Linked DNA regions of Mus musculus: region 2 is linked to region 1. A link is a contact called in public promoter capture Hi-C data. All regions are on one chromosome and are shown on one strand. Each heading gives the region's core, a stretch centred on a gene start, on an enhancer-like site or on the middle of the called end of the contact. The rest is flanking DNA. Distances are from core to core; before and after follow the strand shown.

Region 1 (7,457 bases), core at 4,843-7,342:
GTCTTCTGGGTCTGGGTTACCTCACTAAGAATGATTTTTTTTTCTTTTTTACTAGTTCTATTTGCCTGCAAATTTCATGATATCATTTTTAAAAAGCAGCTGAGTAATAGTCCACTGTGTAAATGTACCACATCTTTATCCAATATTCTGGAACATCTAGGTTGATTTCCAGCTTCTGGCTATTATAAATAAAGCAACAGTAAGCATATTTGAGCAAGTGTCCTTGCACTAGGATGGAGCATCCTTTGGGTATATTCCCAAGTGGAATAGCTGGATTCTGAGGTAGATTGATTCCTAATTTTCTGAGGAACCCACCATATAATTTCCATGGTGGCTGTACATACACGTGTGCACTCCCACCAGTAATGGAGGAGTGTTCCCTTTGCTCTACATTCTTGCCAGCATGAGCTGTCACTCATGTTAGTGATCTTAGCCATTCTGACAAGTGTAAGATGGAATCTCAGAGTTGTTTTGGTTTGGATTTCCCTGACGATTAAGGGTGTCGAATGTTTCTTTATTCATTCAAAGCATTCATTCTCTGTTCCTTTACAGCAACTTTGCTGGCCTAGTTGAGCAAACTAGGGCATAGAGTTGTGACGTGTCTTATTTACCCTCACATAAGGCCATCCTCTGCTACATATGCAGCTAGAGCCATGGATCCCTCCATGTGTACCCTTTGCTTACACAGGGCCATCACAGGTTAATCAGGGCCATCTCTTTGACCATGGGCCCATCAGTGGGGACAAAATAGCCACTCCTCCCCCAGAATTCACCACAGCCAATAGTTCAGCAAAGAGGACAGGGTTCCCAGTGAACCCTTCCCTGATCCATACATAATTGACTATAAATATGTCGAGTCTTACCCAGGCTCACTAAAGGCAACTCCAGTGGCTATGAGATCACGATACGTCCTGCCCGAAAAATAGCACATAACAGCTCTTTCCCCTGTCTTTTGCCTTGTATATTCTTTTTCTTCTCTTTTTTAAAATTATTGTTTTGCTCTAAAATATTTTTATTAACTCTCTGAGAATTCCCAGATCCAACACATCTCCATGTCCCTCTTCCAACTTCACGCCTCCCTTTCCACGTCCCTTCCCTGCCTCTCTCTCCGACACAGGGTCTCAGAGTCTTGAACCTCACTCTGTAGGCCAGGCTGGCTTCAAACTCACAGAGACCTGCCTGTCTCTGCCTCCCAAGCACTGAGATTAAAGGTGTGTGCCACCACTCTCATTCTTCCTCTCTCATTTAAGGACCAGTTGAGTCCAGTTTGTGCTATCCATGTATTTATGGGTTGGGGCCATCTACTGGTCTAGTGTTGAACTGCCAGCAGTCACACCCGGAATGAGAACTGACTCTCCTTCCCTTAGAAGCCATCCGTGTCCATAGCTCCTCAGTTAGGAGGTCCACACTGGACTGTTGGCAGATTTGACCTTGTGTTGGTCTTGGGCAGGCAACCACAGCTGCTCTGAGTTCAGGAATGCATTGGTCTCAGCATGTCCCAAAGACAGTGTTTTGCTCCCATCTTCCCACACCTCTGGCTCTTGCAATCTTTCCGTCCTGTCTTCAGGGATAGTCCCTAAGCTTGTGCATATGTGCACGTGAGATATACCCTTTGTTTCAGTTACTCTTACATTCTTTCTGACCCCTGGTCTTCAGTGTTCCCTGAACTTTAAAAGAGATAGTGTAAATTTCTTCTTGTGAATTTTTCCAATTTTTTTTGCCCCCTCCCATGAATAATGACAATTTCTGGCATTCTTGTATACATTTCTATTTAAACTCCTGGAATCTTTTTTTTTTCTTTTTGGCAGTTCTGCAATGTTATTTGACATTCAGCAGATTAGTTCTCATCCACATTGACTGTCTGTAGATTTTTGAATGCGGTAACAGGCAGTAAGTTACCAATGTGTAGACCTTTTTTGGTGAATTCTTGTCCTCATTATGTTTTCTGGACAAACATACTTGGATGTGATATGGAACAATCCTTATTCCCTTGGCCGAGATGGCTTTATTGAGCCTGGTGTCAATGCGCACATCTGGAGTCCCCACTTCCTTCATGGTGAATTTCCAAATTTCTTTGAGTGCCCAAGGAGCACACATCTTGAAGCCCAGTCCATGGATGCGCTTGTGAATGTTGATGGTGTATTCTCGGGTCACCACCTCGTTGATGGCAGAACGGCCCTTCTTCTTCTCGCCACCCTTCTTTGCGGGAGCCATTCTGCTGGGCCCAAGTTGGAAAGGAAGGGCGCGGGGAATTGTGAGAAGGAAAGTCAACTCCTGTAATCTTCATAATGATAAAGTATCCCCCACTCTGTACCTGGGAAAAATCGAAGCATAGATTGTTTGATTGAGTTAACTGAAGTTCTAGGAGAAGAACCAGACTGGGACCTGGACAGGCAGATTCTTAGATTCTTAAGTGGTGTGTGCTGGCAATGACTTCAGCGAGAGAAACAGGGACGGCACGATGGTGCTTATGGCTGTGTTCCAATGAAGTTTTACATACACAGAGAACAGCCTGGGTTGGACTCCTAGGTCACAGTTTTCCACCTCCCGTCTTTCTTTCCTCAAGTCAGAACACTGAGTGGGCACCACCATCTTCTTTTTGTAAAGTCCATAAAAGAGAAACCTCCGGGAAGGGAAGTTCAGTGGTTGTCACCCTCCTTCTAACCTTGAGCTTCAGGAAAACAACGATCTTAAGCTGGTCACCCTGCTAACTGAAACCTCAAGTGGACTTGCATTCGTAAAAACAATCCTTAGTCTCTTCCAGAGTGAAACGTGGTGACAAGATAGGATCAGAAATTCTTAAATAATAAAAAAAAATCTATTCAATCTGGGGGAGGGGGAGGGAACATGTTTAGTGCTTAAGACCATGCTCGCTGAGATGACCTAGTTTGGTTCCCAGGACCTGCAAGGTGGCTCACAACTGCCTGTAATTCCAGTTCCAGGAGATCCAGTGCCTATTCTGACCTACAAGGGCTCCTCCACACTCGTGGTACGCATAGAAACGCCCAGGCACATAAAATAAAATTTCAAGAATCCATATGATTTTGCACATCATCTAAAAGGATAAACGCAAAGCCAGTGGGGCAGTGTCTTACGTTTGCTCCCGATCCATGAAGCTTGTGTGGAGTTTCCCTTGTGTTACTGTGACCAACCAAAAAGAAGCAGGAAGAGGCCCCGGGTACTCGAGGCTTGACTGTGGTCGGCGGCAGGAGGAGAGGCTGGCTTGAAGCTGACCTTATGAGGTAGTGACCATGCTTCCTAAGCAACCGAGCAAGTCAGAGGAAGCACTGCTCTGGAAACACAGTTCATAAAATTCTTTTATTATATTGAGAAATTTATATCTCTAGATTATGATAATAGTCTAAACTATGAGCCTATCCTAAATCATAATCAGAAACAAACTCATATGTGAACATACTATGGCCTCCTTAGTTCTGGGCTGGTGTGGAACCTACTTTGTAGACAAGACTGGAGCTGAACTCACAGAGGTCTTCTTGACTTTGCTTCCTAAGTGCTGGGATTAAAGGCACACACAAGCTGAAAGTCCCTTTTTTTTAATTAAAAAAAATAACTCTCCCATAACAATGTTCTAATTTGTGTCTGGAGTGTTTCCAAAGGTCCACCTATTCTTGACCCCAGCTGGTCACTTGGGAAATTGTTGAATTTTCTCCCTTTGCTTCATTCCATGAAGGATAACACAGCCTTCTCCCCCAAGTGCTCTGGCAATGATGTACTGTCCTGCCACAGGTGCCATCCAATGGGCTCAAGTGACCATGGATGGGAGCTCCTGACACCATGACACAAAATAAGCCCTTCCCCTTTTCATTTTCTATCTCAAATGTCTTGTTATGGCAATGAAAAGCTGACTAACACAAGCAGTGAAAATACTTATTGCTGAAGAGAATAAAACAACAACAACAAAACGTGGGTATTGGTACCACTCATAAACATACGGTTGATGTGTTAATATTTTCATGTGCACATATATCCTTTCCGGATTGAATTTCTATATATATATTTTTGCATTCCTAAAGTGCCATCTGGGTTATTTTGGGTTTCAGTTGTGGGACTTGACTTCATTTGTGTTTCCTATTGGTTGCTTGAATGTGTTTTGAGTAACGAGCCCATACGTGCACCATCATTCCTAAGGTGACAGAAGAGTTAGTAGATATTAAGGTTGGAAACATTTCAATTTATAGCATCAGGCTCAGACAGAGCATATTTAGACTATCTAAGTAAGAAAAATGAGACATTTTAAAATTTATGCTTTACTCAGTGTTGTCAAATTATCCTTTGTTGAAGTCTTTTCCACTGTAGCATCTGGCAGACACCTCTCTCTCTCTCTCTCTCTCTCTCTCTCTCAGGCATCTTTGATCTTGGAAGGGGCAGCCATGAGTGTTATAGCCCGTGTCCTGGGAAGCCCCCAGGATTACTGACATGAGTCTGGGATACAGAGATGATGCCTCTGTCAGGTACATGATCACAGAAGGAGATGCGTTCCATGTATTTAATATGAACTGTCACTTTAAGAAAGGTCTGTTTTTCATCCCTAACTCCAGATGCTAGCAGTTACTGATAACTGTAGCAACATCAGTGTCACCACCAGCCCCTCTCAAGGCAGGCCTAGGGGCCTGATGTGGGAGTCCCTAAAGATATGGTATTGCCTTCCTTTTCATTGTTTTGGCGAAGGACTTAAGAAAGTAAACTTGTAAGTCTGAAAGATGAATTTGGTCTCTCATGGCTTCAAAGGCTACACTTGGTCCCATTGCCTTTGGGCCCGTGGTGAGGCAATTTATCATGGAGCACGTGATGTAAGAAAACTGTACCCATCAATACATCCAGAGAGCAAAGAGAGAGTAAGAGGAGGGGGCTGGACGCTAATATCTTTAAAGGCATACCTCCAGTCACCTAAGTGGGACCCCCCTCACCCCAAAGTTTCCATCACTTCAAAGTCATGCTGTGGACAGCAGAGCAAACCTTCCATGCATAGGCCTTTGGATGGCATTTAAAATGCAAGACACAATTACTGACTTGCATTCAGCACATAAATGATGCACTACTTTGACTTCTTTGAGGCTGAGTGTATCACCCAGGATTGTCATGTGAACCTGGATGCTAGACCATGGAACAGCCTGCCATTGATGGATCACATGATAAAAATATGTTTGGTTTAGTAAGAAATGATCAAATTGTATTCTAAGGTTCTTTTATCCTTTTGTATTCCCACTAGAAGTGAGGGAGAGCTAGCATTCTTCTCCATATGTACTTCATCGCTTGTGTTGGGATGTGAGCCCTGGGAACGGGTGCCAGGCAATGCCCCATTATTTCTGTCTGTGGCTCTCTACTGACATGAAAGCCAACCATCTTTCCATAGGTTTACTGGCTATCTGTTTACCTTTGCTGAAAAGTGTCTGTTGAGAACTCTCGACCTCTCCCCCTTCCTCCTCCTCACTCCCCGACTGGACTGTTTCCCCTCTGTCCAGTTTTAAGTTTTCTTCCCATATTTCGGATTCCCCTGTGCATTTCGCAAATATCTCCTTTCAGTTTGTGGCTTTGTCTTTGCATTCTCTTAACGTTATTTATGTTTAACTCTTTAACCTTAACGTCATGGTTCAGTTATTTTTAAATACCCAAGGCATCCAAGTTTAACGACTGTGAAGAGAAGTCGAAGGGATCCCGATGTTCCCGGTTGACCACTGACCCCTTTGGTGAGCGACTGCCGTGGTAGAGCGGATCAAGCCATCAAGCTCAGGACCAGCTCAACCTCAAACCTCACCTTCTTAATGGGATCATCACTGCTACGTTCCAAGAGGCAGCCAGTGGCCTGTCCAAGTTGGCTGGGTCTAGCTGAGCTGACATTTTTGCTGACTAGAGTCATGCTATCTTTGCCAGTTCGCTGGAATAGACGCAGACACGGATTGGGTCACCACGAAGACATTCCTGTCTTGTGAAGCAAGTCTGTTTGTATTTTAGGTTTGCCAGGACTAATGAATTAAAACATTTGGACGCTCTACAGCTTGCTGTTTATCAATGCTTCTGACAGGAGGAGGGTTTTTCTTTTGCTCTTGCTTTTTCTAGAAACATGACAACATCCTGGCTGTCGGAGTGGCAAGGAAAGGAGAGAGGGGCTATGCGAGGAAGCGGAACAGGGAGGTCCCGTGGGATGGGACAGTGGGGTCCGGGGCAGAGCAGGTAGTGTGCAGCCTGGGCAGCTGTCTCTGCTCCTCAGAGTGTCGGTGGCTGCTATGCAGCAGGTGCAGACTGCTCTCTCGCTGAGTCTTGACTGCACAAACTCAACGACTGGCCAAGGCAGTGGCTGGCCCTGGATTACACAAGCGCAGACTCTCAACTAAGTGAGGTAAGGCAGCAGGTGTGAAACCCAGCTAACCGCTCTGAGCACGGGCAACTTAACTGAGGCTCCGTTACAGTGGCCGGAGAAGGACCCAGCAGCTGCTTTCCCCGGGGAGGTGCGATGGAAAGGCAAGTTGTGGATGCTGTGTGGCACTCAAAATCTACCGGATCTGGACATCACCCTTTTCAAGACAGACAGGCAGATATTTTCTGTTGTCTTGCCCTTAGCTGTGTTGATCGATTTCATTCCTCTAGCTGGAAGCCAGAGCAGAGGTTTAGTAAACCCAAGAGGCAGATTCCCGTCTCCTGTGCTTCATTTGTTGATGCGGGAAAGTGGAAAGGGATGTGTGCACCTGAAGAGGCGCGAGCTTCCCATCCCTAGAAGTCACACTCAGGCAGACTGCGCACTATAGGTCTCCCAGAAGTAAGACTTTCCCTCTCGGCTACAACTCTCGGAGCTTCTGCTTGTTTTGTTCAACTTGAGACCATCTGTGCTCTTTCCTCAGAAACAGGTGGTTCCGAGAATACTGATACCAAGCAGAAGAAACTACACACAAATGTGCCAGAGGGTTGGTTTTGTTTTTTTTGTTTTTTTTTTTTTTGAAAAGCAAGAAGTCCCGTGTTAAGTCATAGCCATTTCAGGATTCTGTCCTTTTGTAACATAAAGTTATGTTGTCATGGTGTGTAGAATGTCCAGGGCCCAGAGCTATTGTGAGGAGTAACTTGGGCGCAACAGAATTCTAAGTGGCTCATAAACATTTGCTGTGCTTTTAAGCTTTGCTGGATGGCTAATAGAGGCCCGTTTTCTTTCAGGATGGTACCTCAGATGGTTCACAATGTATCTACATCTGAATGCACATATACAAATGTAGGCCCTGAACTTGCCCACACAAGTAATTGTAAAAACAAACCCCAGTGTTCTGGATACTATTTTTAGACACAGAAAAGCTATGGGAAAGAGAAAAAAAAAACCTGACCATGAGAAAATATTCTGCTACCGCAGTTCCCAGGACCCTGCCAAGGATGGCTAAAGACAGTATTTATATTTTGCCATTTTTGGAGACATTTTCCTTAAAATATCATGCAGGTTTTTTTTGGGTTTCTGC
Region 2 (7,135 bases), core at 2,271-4,770, 2.8 Mb after region 1:
TTGAACTGAATCCAGAGAGCGGGATGCTCGTAGCTGGGGGGTGGGGGGCTGGTTCTGTCTAGTATGCTCATATAGTCACATATCCATGTGTGATCTGCATGTTGTGTTTATTGAGGGTCAGTTGTGTGAGCTCTTGAGCCTCTTTTGAGTGTTTGTTTTATTATTTTGTATGTATGTATGTATGTATGTATGTATGTATGTATGTATGTATATATATTTATTTATTGAGACAGGGCTCCTCTGTGTAGCCTTGGCTGTACTGGAACTTACTGTAGACCAGGCTCATCTTGAACTCACAGAGATCTGCGTGCCTCTGACACCTCAGTGCTGGGATTAAAGGCGTGTGCCAACACTGTCCAGCAGCTCTGAGCCTCTTTCTGCCACCGGTACTCATAACAGCAGCTAATTAAATCATATAAGTGTTACATGATCCATTTTATTCAACAAATGGAATGTGTACAGATGCCAGGCGTGGTCTTCCTGTCCAGAATAAGTCAGTGAATGAAGAACAAAGACACCTTCTCTCCATATCATCTATACTTTATTCCAGAAGATACAAACTACCTTTTAGAGAGCTCAGTTGAATGCTTGGGTAAGACCCAACATATGTAAATTGCTCAAACTGTTGCTTAATTTGGTGTGTTTGAGACAACTGTAAGAAGATTGGAAGAAATACTTCAACATTCTGGAAGGATTCCACTCTCAGAATACTCCACAAGTGTCCTTAAATTCTTCTTCTATTTTAGGAAAATCAAAACTAGAAAAGCACAAAAACAGTTTATAAAAAAAAAATTCAAAACCTCAATGACATTCAATCAACAGACCCAAAAGAAGGCCTTATGTCCGCACAAAGCGTTTAAGGTAAATATTTGTTTATTCTTTTCCTTTTTCAAAATGAGTTTTTTTTTTTTTTTTTACTGTGCAAGGACTCCTAGTTCCAACTGGGTCAGGTGATTTCCTCTCCTGGCGTTTGAAGACCTCTTCAATCAGAATTGCTAGGGAACAGCAGTTTTGAATTGGGGATTCTGGATGTGGCCTCTGGGCATCTGCAGTTAGACAAGCTTTGTGGGGACCTACTCCAGAAGTGTGGCTGCCATTGGCTTTTACCACTCGGAAAAACCTCTGGGTCGCTCTGTGTCGCTATGTCTCTGTGTCTGTCTGTCTGTCTGTCTGTGTCTATCTCTCTGTCTCTCTCTGTCTCTCTCTCTCTTTCTGCCATCCTCTGGGTCTTTCTTGAGACTTTGAAGACCAGAGGCCTACACAGCAGTCACTGGGGAGACCCAGCCTATGTTTACAAGGCCAAGCCTCTCAGCCATCTCAGTGTGAACTGTGTCAAAGGAGAGACCTGGTATCGAAGGAAAAACTGAACATGTGGTTGTATGTGTGTACATGTTTGTGCACATGCGTGTCGAAGCCAGCCATCAATGCTGGATATCTTTCTCAGTTGCTCTTCACCTGACACTTCTGACACAGAATATCTCACTGAACCTGGAGATCATTGACTTAGCTGGGCAAGTGCGGAGGCTCTTGTCTTCTTTTTTTTTTTTTTAAAACCTGGGCTCTAGAGGATCAACCTCAGGCCTCATGCTCACACAGCTGGCTCTTTACCAACTAAGCCATCTTGCCAGCCCTCAGTGTGTGATTTTTGTACCCAAATTAGGCGTCCCAAGGAAATTAAAAGGTGGTAATCTTAAACCCTTTATTACCTTCAGATAAAATCAGCCTGTGACTGAGTTACATGCACAACTATACAGCGATACGGGATTATTATAGTTGTGTAGCAGTCCCTACAGATTCTTAAAGATGGTGAGAGTCTCAGGTTGGCCCAGGAGTCTGGGTGGACTGGACACAGGACTTAGAAAATTAAATCTGAGATGGTCCTGGACAAACTGGGAAAGTTGGTCACCATAGAGAATAATCAACTTAGGAGCAAGCACAGAAGAGGAGAGCTTTGTGGAGGAGGATGTCTGAGTGGGCGTTCAGCCTGGAAGAATGGATAGCCACCCAGAGTTAGGGAGCAGAGAGAATTCTAATTCAGACGCATGAGCCGCCCCAGAATTCCTGGCACTGTTTGCTTAAATCCAGGTATTTTAAACGTGGCGTGTTCTTAGCCATCACTTGGCGTGTTGCTACAGGAAGTGTGATGGAGCTAAGTGGTTCAGCTGCAAGCTGAAGCGGTAACAATTTCGACTCACACCCACCTCAGAATACAGGTTAATTAGCTGCTGTTTGCAGAAGCCTCAGGAGCAGGCAGCATGCCCCCCTCCCGGCCCCCCCTCAGATATTATTAGCCACTTAGCGACACCTTGAACGTGTTAAACCCTATTTCTGTACTTCTACCAGCCCTTGCTTCTTCAGACTTCTTTGAAATAGCAGTTCCTGCAGATTTCAGCACAAGCGTCTCGCTAGAGCCAAAGGAACCACAGTGCCCATCATGTGTGTGACTTGGTTCCAAACCAACCCCAGGGCTGCAGGACCATCTTCCAAACACACAAGCCACAGTCTTGTTGAAAGGTTGTTGCATCTTCTCTCTGTGAAATAGTCATAGATACCTTTTACATACATTGCTCATGTGTCCTTTTTTAAAATATACATATATGTAACACCATAGATCAGGTGATAGGTGGTCACAAGATATCAAGTACCATTTATCTTTGTGTGTGTGTGTGCCCACATGTATGCATGCATGCGTGCATATGAGTGGTGTACTTGTGGGTATATAGAAGCTAGAGAATGACACCTGGCAAAACCAGAACACTATACAGTCTTCAGAAAGACAGCTTGGGGCCTCTCTCCTGACACCTCTAGGCACATGCACTGTGTCCTTTAGCTATGGAGAGTGTCCCCAGTCACCTTCAATATGAGCTATTCCTGTTAGGCTCCTGTACTAAGGCTTATTTGGCAGGTGATGGGCCTTTGTGAAGTCACTGGACTCTGAGGGATGTGACCTAGTTAGCAAATGATCAATCTGCTGATGAATTTGTTAGGAAGTGGTAGAGACTGGGAGGCAGGGTCTGTCTAGAGGAGCTAGGTCACAGCAACATGTGGCTGAAGAGTATGATTGCGTCTGGTGCCTTCTCATCTCTCCCTTTGCTTTATAGGCACTGCAAGGTGGGCATGTTCGCTCTACCATGGCCTGAAATCACTGGAGCCAAACGCTGGATGAACCATGAAAGAAACCTCTGAAGCTGAGCTCCCTCCCAGCAGACTTGAGACAATTGGCCTCTGGCCATTGGTTTTCTTTTGCTTTAGAAGTAGCGAGTCCTCTTGGTTGGAGGGAGCCTCCTTAGTGTCGACAGAGCTATCTGGTTATTTTTGCTTTCTTCTCTCTGTCCTTCATGGTCTTCTTTCATTTGAGTGGATGGAAAACCTCCTAATGATATCTTAAAATGTTGTTTTCCTCTCACACACTCAGCAGTCTGTATTTCCCTAACACTCGTTCGAAGATCAGAATACATCTCGATAGTCATGGTAGGCATTAGTCAGTTATGGGTTGGACCTGCCCGGTAGACGTTTCTGTCATCATGGAACTGTTCTCTGTTTCCACTGTCTACAGAAGCCACAGGCATCCTTGTGTGCTTCAGATATGACTAGTGCCAACAAGAAACCACAGTTTAAGTTTTATACAAATTAAAAATTTAGATGGCTCCATGCAGCCTGCAGTTGCGGTACAGGGCAGTACAATTATGTGACACATAGGTACTGTCTGCTTTCTCCTCCAGTTCCTGGTTGCAATGTCACCCAGGTCCACTCCTTCCCTGTCTCTAAGCTCCTTAATACCAAGGAAGTAAGCACTCAGCTCTGTGCCCTCTGGTTTCTGCGACTCTCAGACTCCTTTGCAGGTCGAGTGGGAGGGAGGGCTGGGCAAAGCTTGTAGAAACGTCAGCTACCCAGGTGAGAAAATTCCGGTTGCTTTGCATTCTCTTTATTGACACAATAGGGTTACCTGGTTCAGAGGAGGGCAACAGCTAAATCTTAAAATGAGACACCAGAGTCACAGGTGGATCACATTTCTATTTCATTTTAACGTGTGTTTAAACTAATATAAGCCATTAGAGTGGCGCCTACTTGAAAACAACATATTATCAACATTTTAGAAGAAAGCTTGTGGGAATGGTAAATACACAACCAGAAAATAATCCAAAGAACGAGCTCTGCATTTGCACAGAGGAGGGCAGCGAGCGCTGTTCTCAAGCCTCCAGCGGAGGCTCCATCTCTTTGGGATGGAATAAGCTGACCAGGACTCGGGATGAAGGGGAAGATTGGGAAAGGTGGTTTACACAATGGTGTCCCTGAGAGAACACTGGGATAGGGTGTTTCTCAGGCAGTGAAACACTTATTCTGTGAGCAGTCTTCAAAGTCAAGTTAGAAGTCCTGCGAAGAGGAGCTGCCTAGAGACAACAGTGCAGAGATGCCATGCATTGGGGAGGATCCAGGGTGGCCCAGTGGCATTGACGGTAAGGTAGAGGGTCTGCTTCAGAGTGGGTCAGATAGAGACTATGTAAGGGACAATTCTCCAGCTTGAAGGAAAGTCAAGAAGCCTGCTGATTTGGTTCCCAAGGGTCTCTCCTGGCTTCCTGGAATCTTATCGCCGTGCCTTCACACCAGAGAGAGAACTACGGTTCCTTCCTCCTCTTATAAGAATTGAGGATCCCACCCCCTGACCTTATGAAAGCTTCGACATGAATCTGGCCTGCTCACACCTTTGGGTCCCAGGGTTGCAGCATTCAGGACTGAAATAAATTTCTGTTAAGCCACCTGCTCTGATACATTGTGACAGTAGCCATAGCAGGCAGATGCTACCATTATTGTGATGTATCCATTAACCTTCCACACGGATGTCTATGCCCCCCCTATGTAGAATGTGACAGTCCTAAAGAGGCCTAGGCTGGTCAAAAAGAGAGGCTTGGGATTGAACATGGAGATGGGGACTCTGTGGGCTGGATGCTACGGATGGGAATATATGGCACCTAACAGATTGCACCCAGCAGCAAACAAGACCCAGGCCCCAGGAACAGGCTCTGTCTCAGGAGAAGCAGAACATTGCTCTTCTGAATAGATCCCACTGTGCCCCGAATGCATCACAAAAGGATGTGTGGGAACCATATCCTCTGATGTGACAGTACTGGGAAGGGAAGACTTACAGGAGGTGTCAGTGACAAGGACGTGACCCTCGTGAACAGACCACTGCCTGTTACAGAATGCTGGAGTCTGCCGATTAAGCTTGATGTCTCTGTTGTTCCTTTCCCCTCCTCTGTGTGATGTCTTCCCCTTCTCATGATGGCATCGAATACAAGTCCTTCCATCCTGGACCTTGTAGACTCCAGAAATGCACTAATTACATTTGCATTTGCTGCACATTATCCAGACTCCAGGGTTCTGTTATTGCAGTACAAATTGCACTAAGAGCCATCTAGCAAAATCCTCTCATTTATGTATGGCTGTCTACACGTGTAACTAAAGTGGGAGACTTGTTTAGTTTGTAAATTACAACTCAAATAAACTGTCACGCAAGGGAAACGAGCCATAGCAAAATAAATACAGAGTGGTCCAAGTAACGGAAGCTTCTGACTCCAGCAACTGCGGCACCATGTCACTTAGGAAGCGGGGATAACCCTGAAAAGATTTCAAGGGAGCAAGTGTAGAAACGTCAGGGTGTGTCAGCTCTCTGAAGCTTGGCTTACTGTGTGGAAGCTCCTCTCATGCTTCCTTTGGGATAGTTCACACAGTTCTTACTAATACCGTTGGATGCAGGATGGGTTTTAAAATAAATACGGCTGCGAGTGATAGCTTCAAGCCTGTAACCCTGACATTCAGAAGGCTGAGGTGGGAGGAGGCTGTGAATTCCAAGGCCAGCCTGGGCTACATAGTGAGTTCCAGGACAGCCTGGGCTACATAATAAGTACCAGGCCAGCCTGGCTTACATAGCAAGATAGTCTTTCAAGAAATAAAAACACCGAAACTAAACAAACAAGAAACCAAAAACCAAAAATAAAAACAAACCAACAAAAAACTCCAACTAAAATAAGTAAACTCAGAGAAGGAAACGGTAGAAAGGATAAAGAGTGAATGAGAAAGAAACGGAGAGGAACTGAGAGCCCGGGGCTCTAGGAGCTGCTTACGCCTGATGAAACTGATAAAAGCTGGAGTGACCGAGAGCGTTTGTGCAGCAGCCAGAAGAGAGCATCGTGTTCTAAAGGGTACTGGCTCTGTATGCCGGATTGTCGGGACAAGAAGAGGCCCCAGGTGGGGAGAAGCCCCAGAGAGGAGCCGTGGGGCCTAGGCGCACACCACGGGATGCTGGGAATAAATGTGAGGACTTGAGGTTCCTTCAGAGTTACAGACCGAGGGTGTGGAGGATGAAGGATGGAAGGAGGTGGGGAGAGAAATGAGGCTAGGGGAAGTGTGAAGACTGAAGATAACAAGCCACTCAGCTTTGGGGATACAAGGTGTATGGGGAAATCCTTCCCTTTACAATGAGCGACCTCAAGAGGTTGCGACTGCAGTGGAGGTGCCCAAGTACTGGGGCGGGGGGGCGGGTGTCTTTCCAAATTCTTTTGGGGTTCCACCGAGGATCCACATCTGTTTGGCAGGCTCACGCAGCTCAGTACCCTGGAAGGATCTGCAGAGTTGCCTCCTGTAACCTCCCAGAGTCAGGAGGAGGAAATAGGTCCTGCTGTGTTCCGGGGTTAGCCCCCCCCCCCCCCCCCCCGCGTTCTGGCGGAAGTGTCCTGCTTCTTTGCTCTGAAAACCCTCCCTGCTTACTACATTCTTTTTAGATACTTTGACTCTGGGACCTCTCTGTGTATCTCTGCCTCTTTCTCTGTCTCTCTATCTCAGTCTCCCCTCTCTCTGGGAACCTTTCTTGGCTCAGCCTATGAGAAATCAGAAGTGAAGCCCGAGGGATGAGGCTCCCAGGCTGAGATGGGAAAGATGGGTAGACTCCATCCTTCCCAGGGGGAGGAGCAGGTCTCGGTGCCAAGATGGGAGATACCTCGATTGTAACAGCGAAAGGGAGACACAGGAGCTGTGTGAAGTCTAGGCAGCTTAAGCAGTTTGAACGTGATCTTTCCCCTGGGGCTGTTGAAGGTTTTGACGTAGGTGGAGGTACAGCCAGCTTTGACCTGCATCTAAT

What was found. Promoter capture Hi-C pulls out the DNA fragments that hold promoters and counts their contacts.
Region 2: a promoter capture Hi-C map of liver shows a contact between it and region 1, with 2.8 times the contacts expected there. The contact joins the enhancer-like site here to the promoter of Map3k7cl in region 1. A contact is called at or near these places in 7 of 39 promoter capture datasets (the 3T3-L1 cell line, the C10 cell line, hippocampal neurons and 3 more).

Annotation. Positions count from the first base shown.
Region 1 is chr16:87,547,238-87,554,694 of GRCm38.p6, forward strand. Map3k7cl (Map3k7 C-terminal like) reads left to right here and starts at 6,093. Exons shown (of 5, transcript NM_144854.2): 1 at 6,093-6,358. It also overlaps the pseudogene Rpl31-ps4.
Region 2 is chr16:90,327,656-90,334,790 of GRCm38.p6, forward strand. No RefSeq gene overlaps it. Among named protein-coding and RNA genes, the nearest start is that of Scaf4, 47 kb to the left of the region's middle. Within about 2 kb of position 3,521, at least 8 of the 459 cell types and tissues checked have an H3K27ac peak or open chromatin away from gene starts, as enhancers often do.